2 separate regions of the Oryzias latipes genome follow, and region 2 is linked to region 1. Evidence: chromatin contacts called from public Hi-C data. All regions are on one chromosome and are shown on one strand. The core of a region is the stretch at or near the end of the contact, and the rest is flanking DNA. Distances in the headings are between cores, read along the strand shown.

Region 1 (6,768 bases), core at 3,649-6,148:
CAGCACTCCAATCAAACAGACGCTATTTATTGAACTATGAGCTGCCAAGTCACTCATTTACCCAGTCACTCACATAAACCTGCCTCCCCGCTGCCCTCTGCGCCTTTCGCCGCACTCACCGAACGCCATCTTTTTCCTTAGGCCTGACGAGAAGACTTATGACCGTTTAAACAAACACACTCACTCAATGGCTCTTCTGTCTGAGCAACTCTATGGCAAAACTTCTTTTATGTGGTCTGCATGTGCTTGTGAGTGAATGCTTGAGTGTCTTTTTGCAAAAGCATAATCGCCGCGGGCTGCTAATTGCACATGAGGTTTGCATATATTTGGGAGCAAAGTCTCTGCACTCACTGGCCATTCTAGTGCAAGGCAAGCACAGACATGCCCACTTCAATGCCACTTTTAGTTCTGCCCAGTCTGGTAATATAAAGAAGAGGCTATAAACACCTGCATGGAGAGTTTGAAATGCTTTCACAGCCTTACCCCAATGTTATCCCAGCTATGTCAGCCAGACTTTTCCCCTTCAAAACAGACTGCTTTACTGTTTTCACTCAGATGAAAATTGTGTTTTTGGTGTTTTTAATATGGTCTTGTGGCATTTTTCTTATGATGTAAGGCATAAATTGATCATTTCTAAGTATATCTTTATTCAAATTGTCGTGAATCAGGAGAAAACAAAAAAATGTTGTACGCTTTAAAAAAAGATCAAAATATGATCGGAGTGGACTTTAAATTATGCAGTTCCCGAAATTATGCTTTTGAACATTACAATAGAGGCACAAAATCAAGAAAAGTAACACAATTTAACAATCTGACCCATAAATGACAATACAGGGGAATACTGGGTTTCACAAAGGTCTCTGGTACTTAACTTTAGTCCTAAGTCAAACAGCAAAGTGATTCTTCTTGGTCATTTGAATGAGTCTAGGCAGTATATGTTCTGTATAGGTTCTAAGTCATTATTGCTATGATATAGACAGTTTATAGCTCTAGAGGTTTACCTAGATCTTTGCACATCAGAGGGTTGCAGGAGTGACAGAAACATCAGGCAAATGAGATGATAGGAATCAATTCAATAAATTGCTAGATGTATTTATCTGTTCAGATTCTAGCCTCTCTGGTAAAGGATGAGCTGTTGCTTTTTACAAATGACTGGAAAAAAGACAGACATGATCCACACATAGATGCTGCAAACTCCTGTTCAGAAGAAAAATGAAGAAAAATGCAGTTAAAGGTACATTTAGAATATGTGCACTAACTAGTTATTTATTTTGGCATAAACCTAATGATATCAATCAGCAAGTTAGATGGGTAATGTGCAGTAGCACATGACCATTTCTTGTTTATCTTTTTGGAGTTTTTATTTTTAGACTCCTACATATTTGGTATATTGTCTAATCAGCGACATAACAATTGATGTGAGTTTGGATGCTGACCTCACGGTGTCTGGGTTGGGCAGGTGCAAACCCTAAAGGCCAGTGGGGTAACGGAGTCTGCTCTCGCTGACATATTTACGGGCGTCCACAAGATATCTAGCAGCCGAGAAGGCACTCTGGCTGTCAGACATTTTTAATCGATGTGACTCCCCAGATGTGACCCCGCACTGAATGTCACGGTTGTCGAGAGAGCCGTCTATTGTTTTCTAAGTGATTTATAAATGCTAAATTACAACATAAATTACAACATAAATTGGAAATCTATAAATTAAGTCTTAGCGGAACAAAAAATATAAGAAGTTGAAAACTGATAGCTTTATTGCGATGTCAACTATTATTTCTACATCCCAGCTTGTCAGGTTTATTTCTGTCTTTGTGCATATGAACAAAGCTGTGAATGTCATGACTATATTCATCAGTGCCGGACTGCATAACAGCCCTACTCAGTGCTGTGGAGGCTAGAGTCTATCCAGGGTTGCACAAGAAGGCATGAGGTCTGGTATCTTCTCAGTGTGGATGAAGTCAGGAGAGAACAAGGAAGGCCAAGTTTCTCCTGCATGAGGTCTTTTCACGCCCACCATAACGGACATTACTGTAGATCTTTATTTATGTATTTATTTATTTATTTATTTGGTTTGTGAACACACAGACTGCTCTCGCCTGTGGCTGATTACTCAACTGCAACCGCCTTGGCAATGCGGCAGCCTGGGTTAAACCACCATTGCTATGAGATTGTCTTGTCCCACAGTGTGTGAGTAAAGAAGATGTAGAGGTTACATGTTAAAAGAAGTGGGAGATGTGCGGATGTGGATAGTGAAGCTTTGTCCCATAGGCTATGTACAGATAATTTATGAATTTATAGTCATTTATAATGTTTACAATGAGGGGTGTGGAGTCAAAAGCTACATTCACACTGGGTAAATGCCAAAGGCGCATTCCTAAACGGGTGTTTAGCATACGGTATTAACACTGGACCGTCACTACCCGATACTAGTAGCACATGTACTCACAGTTGGAAGAGGCTCACCAATCTTGCCCCAGGCTTTTTCTTTCACAACTCTATTCCAATATATAGACTTGGTGTCATACCATTCCAGCCGGGCATAATTTTCCAACGGTTGGCACTTCTGTGAAATAAAAGGGACACCAGCCACACATCACTACCAAAACAGAGTCCCTGATTGGTTAAGGTTCAACCTGTTATAACTTTCATAGTGCTTTCCATGAACATGCATTTTGTACTTAGTCGAAAAACTGTTGTAGTCTCTTGCGTAGCTGTGCAAACGTAAACATTTTGAAAACGGAGGCCTGAAACCCACATGTGCATAGGTTTTTCTTTGAAAGTGGGCGCTTGAATGGGCGGTGTGAACATAGCTTGAGCTGAACATTTACGAACCAAAAAATAAATAAAAACGCCAACATTTGCGGAAAGCACTGACTGCATTTCTACCTATTAGCAGAGGAAACGAAATGTTTTCAACATTTATTTTATTTGGTGGTGCAAATCTTTGACTCTTCTTCAGTCCTTTTGTATACTCTCAAAACCTTGTAAAGTTGTTGCATGTAGATTTTAAAATGCTCCATACTTTTCCACAGGGATGCAGTTCAGAACTTCAGGTCAGTTTGGCTCTACCTGCATCCACTTCAGGCATGTCTTTGTACATTCTCTGTATTCTGTAATCATTTCTGCCTCATATAACCTGAAAACATCTGATGGCACATCATATGTTTGCATTCTTACAGCTCAAGAAGCATATAAAGTTAAGCAACAAAAAAGCCGGGAACACAGGCCAAAAAAAAAAAAAAAGGCAACTTTTTTTTTTCTTTTCTTTTCCTTTACTTCCCTTCTCTGGGTTTCCTAACTTTGGCTTCATCTTTCGCCCAGCCTCTGCTTCCCGTTTGGCATAAACCGTGTCCATCCTGATTCAAGGCAGAATCCAAAGCCGAAGGCAAGACCCACGCTGGGCTGTGTGTCTCTGTGGGATTGCCTCCATGTGCATTCTGATAAACCTTTAATTCCCTTGTGGGTCTGTTCTTGCATCCTTGCATAGGTTTGAGGAGAGCTTGTTTTACTTTGTTTCATTTCCTCAGAACAAAGCTCATCTGATCTTCCCATCCTGACTTGTGTGTGGCATTAGGTCTTCGTTTTCATTAATATCGGAGGGGCAGCACAGGAATCTCATTTTAATTTGACATTTAAACATCTGTTTTCAATTTCCTGAGGGAAAGTCTGCCTGTGTTTGTTAGAGTGTATGTGAATGGAGGATAGCTTGTGCTTGTGATGAATGTGTGCATTTTTCACCAAGCTACTTTCTCCAGTAACCTTTAATGCGACGTACACACCAGGGATATGATGTACGTTCAAGAATGGGCTGAACACACTTTTAGCATATGGCGTTCACACTGGACTGTTGCCATGCGATACTGACGGATGTACTCACAGTTGGGAGAGGCTTGGTGCAAAATGTCAAAGTGGTGCAAATCTTGGGAATTGAACTCCAGGCTTTTCTCTTTCGCAGCTCTAATCCGATAAATGAAAGAGTCTGTGTCAAATAATTCTAGCTGGACACATTTATTGACTTCTCCTTCATGATCAATTTCTTAATGGTTAATACTTCCATATTTTGAAACAGACACTATCCATACATCACTACCAAGTCCGAGTACCTGACTGGTCAAAGTTTAACTGGTTCAACTTTAAAGGCATTTTTTGTATGTAGAGCCCGAAAATGGACTATGAAACTTGTGTAGCAACACGTGAATGCAATCATTTTTAACACGGAGGCCTGAACATGCATCTATGCATTTTTTACATAGACTTCTCATTGGAAGTGTTTTTTTTTGAACGCGCATTTCCGAGCCTGGTGTAAACATAGCGTAAGAGGTGTCTTGGATCTTGATGGCAGCTTATTATGTTACTGGCAGAACAGTTACAATACTTCTGTGGACCTTGAGAGGGATCGTAGTACATCTAGTCTGGAGAGTTGGATCTTGGCAGAGCCCAACACTTGTTGGAGACCCCGATCTACTTCTCTCTTCTGATGAATTTGCTTTCTTTTGCACAGTCAGCTGTTTTTTATTCCTCTTGGATAAACAACAGCTACGCAAGATAATAGGTGTTTTGTTCTGACACTCCAGAAAAGAGGAAATTCAGAGCAGGACAGATCCCTTTACCTTGACAATGCACACTTCTATTTGTCCAAGTCCGGATTTCCGCCCTGTTCCATCCCATTATCAACATTTTTGAGCAAATCCAGAATGGACAAAGAGGCGTCTTCATGCTGGGACCTGTGACTTTGGCTCATTTCCACATATTAGGCTACAAAATGAAAATCTTGTTCAACACACACAAATACACACACACACACACGCACACACACACACACCCACACACACACACACACACACACACACAAAGAGTTTGGCCTCACTGTTAATAGCCCAGGAAATATTATCTTCTAGGGGACAGCTGCAGCCCCACTGGAGAGACAGAATGGTAGAGTAGCCTCATTATCCCAAACCCAGATAGAGACCGCATCGCACATGCACACTTTCAGCAAAGAAGACAACGTGAAAACCTTTTTTTCTGGATTTTAGCTCCCAAAATGGGAACAGCAAAAGCAATCAAGAGCTTATGTAGCATAAAGAAAGGAGCAAGAATGGATGTTAAAGAAGGGGGGAGCCAGGAAAAACCAGCCCTGCCACAACTCCGGATCTAACAAGGCTTCTGGCAAAAGAGTCAGTCTTAAAACCCTTTCAGATCTGGGTCCGTTTGTCGGTCTGACAGACTGTCTGGCTGCGTCTGTCTCCTCTCCTGCCTCCATCCCAGAGGAATTTGTTTTCCTGTACGCAGATGTTCAGGGCTGTCTGCTGGGCTGCACTCAGCTGTGTTTATAACAAGGAGGTGTTGGTTTGGAGAAGAAGAGAGGGCAGTGAGGTGGGGGAGTGAGTGCTGGAGGTCCTTGTGGTGTAAACACTTGACGATGCCAGCTTCTCCTCAGGCCTTTATCAAGTCGATACTGCGTCTCTTTCCAGCTACACTACTTTTGCTTTGCATTTTATTTTCTATAGGGACAAATACACGGGGTGGTGGGCTAAAAATAATTCAGAGACTGGCAGGGGTTCCGAGACCCCACAGAGAAGAGACGGTGCAAAATTAATGTCACACTTAAAGTTACTGCGCTCACTCACCCATGCATATATTGCAGATGCTGCAAAAGCCCACACACTTCTTTTATTATTTTGTTCAGTGTTTGGCTCACTTTGATTCTAAAGGCTGACCAGCAGAAATCCTCTTCAGAACACATTGGCTTAATCTCTTTATGCAAGGATAGAGTTTTGAAGTATGCACTCTAATGAAACGGATGTTTGGTGTTTACATTTGCATTCCTGAATGATTTGATCTGTTGTAACCAAACTACACGAATTCACCACACAGCTGCACTGTTAGGAGGGAGCAGAATGAGAGGGTTTTTAGGGCATTTTCAACTTCAGTAGTGTGAGTCATAAAAAAGGATTGTGGATCACCAAGAAACATTTTTGAGAAATATTGTCCTTTGAGAAGGTGAGATTGACCAGCAAAGGTCCTCAAAAGCTATTATATAGAGTTGTGAGCAGGGCTGAGTAAGCCGCCTCCTACCCATCATCCATCTGTTTACAACCTCTCCCACTAGCTTACAGCCCTTCACAATCCCCAACCTGACATTATCTGTACAACAAAATTGTCGAACAATGTTGGAACTATCCAGCTGTTTTGAGCCAGATGCCAGCTCAGATGAGGAAAACATAGATGTACACGGATCTAGCCGTCTACAAGCGAATGCTTCAGTATAGAGTGAAGCTTGTGGCTACACGCTTTTTTAAACAACATTTTTGCGTCTACTTTGATACACAACAATTTGAATAAAGAAATACTCAGAAAGGCACTTTTAAGCTGTTCTTTACATATGTCCTACATCATCAGAGAACATGTTTAAAAACACCACTTTCATTGGAGTGCGTCTTTAAAGATACATTAAAAAAGTATATATTGACAATATTTTTTTTCTTTTATTCCTTAAAAGAATAAAATCTATTTGTAATGAAATTCTGCTTGAATGGGGCTCCCATTTGTAGCCTAATTTCTGTTTTTATGTGTAAGAGGATGTGGAAATGTTTTTCTGCGACATTGCTTGCTGAAGAAGGGCTTGCTGCTTTTTCATGACTTTCTCTCCTCTCAGTAAATATCCAGTTTACCACTGCAGATGTGAACTTCACAGATATGCTGTTCCTCAGCCATCAGAAAGTGAGGAAGCTTTGATCTTCTCTGCCACGGCTACCATAAAGCATTATT
Region 2 (7,071 bases), core at 1,967-4,466, 90 kb before region 1:
ACCAGTGGTATGGGTCGATTAACAACTTGCCTCAGACAAATTGATCTGGTTGGATCGTAGAAATATTTGGTTAATTAATCGTTACACCCCTACTTTCTGCATTTCACTAAAGAGTTTTAAAAGCAAGCCATCAAACATTTTGAGCTGTTGCAGGACTGTTTTTCTTTTTTACCTTAAAGTCACCCAATTTCATGTTCAGTACAGGGTATCACACCTGAAGCTCTTTACCCTATGTAATTAAAACCATACACTTTAGATAATTTATTCCTATTTAAAAAAAAAAAAAAACTTTACAGTCTGTAATTGTTCACACTTGTTTGAGTTATTGCATTATAATTTTAGTTTTAAATGAGATGTTTGTATTATTTGTATAGCACATTGAGATGACTTTATTTGAGACTAGAAAAAAAAATCTAGGAATTGAACTTTTTATTTATTTGAAGGCCTTAAACCAAAAAGACCTTTGCCCTTTCAAACTTGTGATGACTTGCTTAATGCCACCTTGCTTTGTCTCAAGGTGGTAAATTGATGCCTCTATCCGTCATGTCTTGCCCTGTTATCAGGTGATCTGTCCTCCCTCTGTTCACTAAATGCTTGTTATCTCCTCTCCAACTGCTCGTCAGAGCTCACACTCTTCCTCAGAGGTACTATTCAGGCAAGGGCAAGACTCAGCCCGGTGGGATAAGGGTTTCTAGGATATGTATTCACAAGAATGACGTAGCTTCAAAGCATATATTGGGCTTATCTTTTAAAGTTTATACCCACGTTGGTTTACAATCTTTGGGGTGAATATATCCGGCACAATGGAGGATGTTAGGTGATTCACATACTGATAAAAATGTGGGCAGTGGGAGTGGTGCCTCTGTTATCAGGCCCAGCACCAAGCCGTGCAGGTCATGACAAATTGACTCATAAGTGCTGATAAATTGCAGAGGGCTTCCACCTCCTACATCACAGCGATGTGACAAGATGCAGCAGGTTCACAGCCAATTAGTGACCAGAAAGTGCAGGTGAGAGCTGACAGTCCTTATGTCTCATGTCATTCGAAAACATATTTCTGATCTGCTTCCCTCCTTAAAAATCAGTCACATTTAACCAACTTTAATCATCTCCTGACCTTGTGAGACAGGACGTTTTCCTGGTTCTGTCAATTCTTTATTTCAGCTGAGAAATCTCACACCTGTGTGAGGCAACAGTTTCATTAAGGCTTTATAGCCACAACTTCCACTAATGCGCATTAATCAGATCTTAATCCGAACGAGTTAGGGTTTTACACCGAAGGATCCGGGATTAGGCAGACTTTGGCTTAGTGGAACCACAAGGAGGAATGTCCTGTTCCTGTTTGCAGGAGCTGCAGCTAAAGTCCTAATTGACTGACAAGATAAACATTTCAGAGCAGTTAGTTGAAGGGCAGATAAATTAGGCGCAGACTCTTGATGATCTGCTTTTCTCCATTGGCTCTTCCTTTAATGGCGTGCAAGCACAGTTTAATTGGATTAATTAACAAATCCGTCGGATGGCAGTAGTTTGTAATTTGCCGTGGCTGCAGTTCAACTGATTTGCTCTTCTGTGAGAAGAATTAAGAGGAACTGAGATAATTTCATTACAACCCAGGGTCTTTTGTCTAAACCTCTTGATATTTTAGGAAATTTCCTGCGAAATCTATTGCTATCACACCCTCTGCAGTTTTTGGCATGTGGATAGATAATCTACAGAAGTGATTGACGGCACCACACTTTTAAGATTCGATGCAGATTTTTTCTTTTTCTCTAGAATATTATTTATTATCCTAAAAACAAGTACCATCAAACACTGAACAGATAATAACTATAATGAGCAATGTACAAAATATAAAAAAATTCTTTCAAAATCACCTACTCATGCTGTGTTATATTGTTGCTAAGGGTAACACACAACTTGCAGCTCTTCTGATCACGTGACTGATGGAGCAGTTCAAAATGTTGTGGGCGTTTTGGCACCAAACACTGGGATAACTCAATTAATAACCAAAAACATCAAGAAATGACACACTAAAGCCTCGTTTCCATTGAGCAATACGGTACGCTCTTGTCCGGTCCGGTTTAGAATGGTCCAGGCAGTTTAGATGAGGGTTTCCTCTTAAAGTTGGACCATCATAGGGTATGCAGGGTGAAATTACAATAACAACAACAACAATTGAGGTCATCCAGCAACTTATTTTACACTTGACTTTTGGTACTGTATGCAAGACATTTAATGTTGTTTGAGAAAACATTGCAGGCAACGAAGAGGAAGACAGGCACTTTCTTTGTTGTAATGACAATGGTTTCAACAGTATTTCCACCCTAACCTGTCGGTTTCATTTTTCTATGGACCTACAACCAAAGGGGACTCAAAAATGGTACAGTTCGGTCCAGCTTAATGGGTCCATTTTATAATGGAAACGCTCAAAATACTCAGCGGAAAATAAGGCTTTATATTCCAATATAATTATTAGTAATCAATATTTTAAGAGGACTTGATACCAAAATTGGTGAGGGACGTGTATCAATACTTTGACACCTTGGTATCAATTCTCCCATCACTAATCGACACTAGAATTAGCCTTAAACTTTGAAACCCTTTCCATTGACTGGTACTTGATGGCTGTTTCATGTCCAGGATGGACCAGTGTAGTTAACACATTTTCTTCTGACAGCTCACATGGAGGATAAACACTCCCTTATCCTGCCATGGGTAGAAGTGATGAATGATGCTTTCTAATTGGAAGGTGTTGTCTGGTTTTTGTCCCAAATTCCAAATGGAACATTTGAAAGATCCTAAACTTTTCATTGTTATAAAAAATTAAGAGAATTTTCACCTTTTCTTGCACAAACATCTATTGTATTCCACACTTTTTGTAATCGTTTTCATTCTATTGGTGGTGTACCTATGAAGCCACTAATATAGATGTGAGCAAAGAGGAAAGCAGCATCGTGGGTTTTGGTTTGTGTGGGGTAAATCAGAGAAAGCTTAAGGAATCTCTTGATCTTCTTACCAGCCCCCGCACCCCCTTCCATTTTTTTAAGACTTGCCTTTTTGTGACTGGTCAGCACAGATCTTTCTTAAATAAAGCAGGTCGACATGCAGAAAAAAGCCTGTGGGGTTGGGGAGGCTGTATTGTGCTGCATTAACAGGACAATTGTAAGGCAGGGAACGGGGGGGAGGGGAGCAGAAAGGTTCAGCGGAGGCAGGGTGGGTTGTGTGAGAAGGAGTGCTGAAGGGAGGAGTGCGCCTACACAAAGGCTACCCCAGGGGTGTGGAGCGGGGGAGGTAAAGAGAGGATGTAGGGGAGGATAGAGGAGTCAAACATACCATGATACACCAGCTCAGGGAATACTTTTGATCTGGCTCCTGCGCTCATATTGCATATTGTTACTCGTCCCTGGTGACATAAAATGTGCTGATTGGAGTGATTGTGGTGAAAAAACCTGTACTGTTGGGTTTTTCTTTTGGAGGGTGGACATCTGGGGAGAGGCGAAGCTGATTTTAAGAAGTGCTGAGTAAATGAAAGATGCTTCCAAGGCCCAGCGTGGCTTTGAGGGCTCAGTCGGGAATGACCAGCATCCCTCAAGTGTCTAAAAACTGCATGCTCAGGAGCTCTTCCAGGGCTTGCCCCAGATCTGGAGTTTGGTCCTGCGGTAAACTGTGCTTCCATGGGGTGTTCTGCCTTGTGCATTTTAAAAAGGCTCAGACCGCCCTCCCTTTCATTTTCTCCACTGGGGAGACTGAGAGATGGCATTGAGGACTGCCTTTCCCCGCATCCTTCTTTTCTTTCTCACCCCCTGAGTCCGGACCCCTTTCCAGCCTCTGGGACCATTCTATTACCCTCTCATTTTAGCTCCTGGATGCACTTTTGAAATGCTAAAACTCTCTTTGGTTATAACTGACAAGGGAAAATACCTTTCAAATAACTCGATTAAATTAGCAGTTAAAGGAAAAAAAGCCAGAAACAATATTTGCTTTTATAATTTTACTTCCATGATATTTCTTTTTCACTTACGGCACTTTTTGCCTTGGGGAATTCTTTTTCTAAAGTGTCTCCTCTTTCAGAGCTGCATCAGCACCTTTAATCTAGCCCTAACAGGGAGTAAAAGGGATGGGGGGGGGGGGGGGGGGGGGGGGGGGGCAAGGGTAATTCTGTCAGACAAAAGACGGTGATAAAAGTAGGAGGGTCGAAGTCTATTTAAGGGGAAAGCACTGGAAACCATAATTAATGAGAGAGTGACCTTGAAATTCACTATTACAGGCCTGCATTTGGAGCCCCCACCATTTAGCTGTAACCATGGTGAAGAGACTTCACAGACCTGGGTGATTTTTTTCCAACATGTAAATGCATGGCTACTTTGAGTTGAGGGATTAAACATAATCCTGCTCTATTATCAGGCTTACCTACTTACTGGTGCTGTAAATCTGATGTCACCACGGATATTAATACATGAAAGTCCAAAGTTATTTGTCAGACGCTTTTTTGCAGATGCAGTATGGCATAGCAGTCTGCAAACATGGTTTAAAATGTCTGAAACACCTCTGGATATTCATTTTTAACACAAATGCTTGAACTTTTCCAGGTCTGAAATGCTTAGAGAGCAGTTTTTGTTCTTCAATGTTTCTGTTTCCCTTTAGAAAAACTGTTGTCTCCATTTGTAGTATCACCAGGTTCATTCTCACACTAGCACTATGAACACTTCCAATGAAAAGTCTATGTAAATGCTCGTTTTGGACGTTTAAAATTTCAAAAGTTAGTAAAACTTAGTAAATTATTTAGTAAATTAGTAAAACGTTTTTGGGCTGTATGTACAAGACATTAAAAGTCAAACCAGGTTGAGTTTTGACCAATGAGGGACTCAAATTTGGAAGGGACGCATGGATGGTGTCCCTTTTAATTAAGGGAAGTGCCAATTGTTTGAATATTGATCATGGAGGAGAAATCAACAATTCCAGTTTGTTTTCTTTCAATAGAGCTTTGAAAGAAAACAAACTGGAGCAAGATTCACAAGATTTGCACCACTTTGACATTTTACGCTTAGTCTCTTCCAGCTGTAGGTGGGGGACATGTGCTAGTAAACAGTCGAAAAAGAAGAAGAAGAAGAAGCCCCTGCCTTCTTGTCCAGTGTGAACACTATTAGCTAAACGCGGGTTCAAGAATACACGTACGCCACATGCCCATAGTGAATGAAGCTTCAGTTGGAAGTTTCACATTTTAGACTATTAACATTAGCTTAAAAACACAAATTACCCTTCATTATCCACAAGACAAAGAAATAAGATTGATACAAATATGTTGGAATTATGGCATCTCTTTCACATTTTTAATATGCTTGGCTTTCTGGGTAGCCAGTGCTTTAATCCAATCCTTTTTTTGGGTTAAATTTTGCATTATTCAATGGAGATTTTAGATGTTTGTTTTTTTTATTTTCCTTTTTTCCTTTCAGGCTTATGTTATCCTCCTGAAAGACACTGATGTATTTTATTTACAAACCACATTCTGAAAATCATCTTTGTTCTGGCAGCTTCACACGTGATCACTTTTTCCAAGAAAAGAAAAAGAAAGACGTCCAGACAATTCCGTATCGCTGGAAAGAAGAATTATTTGAAAACAGTTTAGAGAGCTAATTGTGATTCAGATGTGTTGTCTCGTGTTTCTCCACGTTATCACTGTCTCCAGGTTTCTTTAGATGCTCCATCGTCTGACACGAGTGAGATATGATGTGAGATATCTAAAAATGGCATACGAAAATTAGGGTAGTGGGTAAGATGCATTTGCATTTTTATTCTCAAAGCAGAAGGAAGCTGTGTTTTGGGTAGAGGTGTGTATGTACCTGAACAGTTAATGGGTTATAAGGGGAGGACATGGTAAGTGGGTGCTGGAAAGCAGACAGCCCAGTGAGCAGTTGTCTGCAGAAGGAAATTTCTTTTTAATGCCAGTCTGGGCACAGTCTCCCCTCTGTGTATGTCTAGAAAAAGGTTTCTTGGCAGACTTTGCCCCTTCATTAGTTTTGACCAAATATTTACTGCTCATTGCATGGCAGGCCTTACATTCCCATTTAATTTTTCCAGGCCAGATTCTGAATAGTTTGGGGCGATTTGTGTTCCATTTGGCTGGACTTGGACCACGGCCCTGTCAGCAGGCCCATGCTGGAGTCATTTTGCCACATGGCTCCACAGAGTCCTAACCTACACTGTGGGAGCTAAGTTTCACTTTAATACCTCAGCAGCTACAGAATATGCACTCCTATACTAGTTTGCAAGCACTCCTAACAGAACCTGAGATGTGTTTACCATTCATAACCGGAAGGTCACCGAAAGGGAATCAGACTGGAGAACTCAGAAATAAACGTCATAGCCTCTACCGGATGCTGCAAAGGAAAATCCCTTTTAACACCCTGCTGTCTGAGATTTGCCTCATAATATGAGTTTGGATGGACATTTAGAACAACCTGTATTTAGGCAGTTAAGGGGTCCTATACAACCTTGGCCCAACACTGGACCCAGGTCACTCCTGCTATCAAATAAATAACATTTTAAAAGCATTAGATGCTCTTTAGACACATTTGCCCCTGCCTGCTTTCGCGTCACAGTTGAGCTCAGCTTTTTCTTGGCTGCCAGCCCACATGCTGCTCTCTCTGTGGCTTGCCTGTGCCAACTGAGTGTGCTGCTGGTTTCTCTAATTCCCTCGCTGCCCCTCAGCCCCTCCTTCACCTTACCTCTACTTCCCACTAGACTTCATAACCTTCCTTGATGGAACAGAAATAAGCCATTTAAGAGGAAGACGTTGTAAAGACTTGACAACCGTACTGCATTGTTGTTGACTGCAAAAAACTGAGTAGAATACAATTCAAATTTGACAGTTGTGCTGAGTTTGTATTGCCCTTCTTTAAAGTCCCATTCCGATCATCTTTTGATCTATTTTCAAAGCATTCCCTGGTGGTCTTTCAATTGCCATTTTAAGGCAAAATAATAAAAAAAAACTGTGGTTTTCTAGGGCATAGTTTCTGCAGAGCAGCAGTAGTTAATCAGAAACTCATAATTTAAATAAAGAAACACTTAGTA

What was found. A called contact is a pair of places that touch in the nucleus more often than the background predicts.
Region 2: a contact with region 1 is called in a Hi-C map of fibroblasts, with 1.8 times the contacts expected there. The contact joins two enhancer-like sites. A contact is called at or near these places in 2 of 5 Hi-C or Micro-C datasets (fibroblasts and gastrula embryo).

The regions. Positions count from the first base shown.
Region 1 is chr13:9,382,076-9,388,843 of ASM223467v1, reverse strand. All of the region lies in intron 4 of robo1 (roundabout homolog 1), which reads left to right. Among protein-coding and RNA genes, the nearest start is that of robo1, 200 kb to the left of the region's middle. Within about 2 kb of position 4,898, at least 4 of the 8 cell types and tissues checked have an H3K27ac peak or open chromatin away from gene starts, as enhancers often do.
Region 2 is chr13:9,470,121-9,477,191 of ASM223467v1, reverse strand. All of the region lies in intron 3 of robo1 (roundabout homolog 1), which reads left to right. Among protein-coding and RNA genes, the nearest start is that of robo1, 110 kb to the left of the region's middle. Within about 2 kb of position 3,216, at least 6 of the 8 cell types and tissues checked have an H3K27ac peak or open chromatin away from gene starts, as enhancers often do.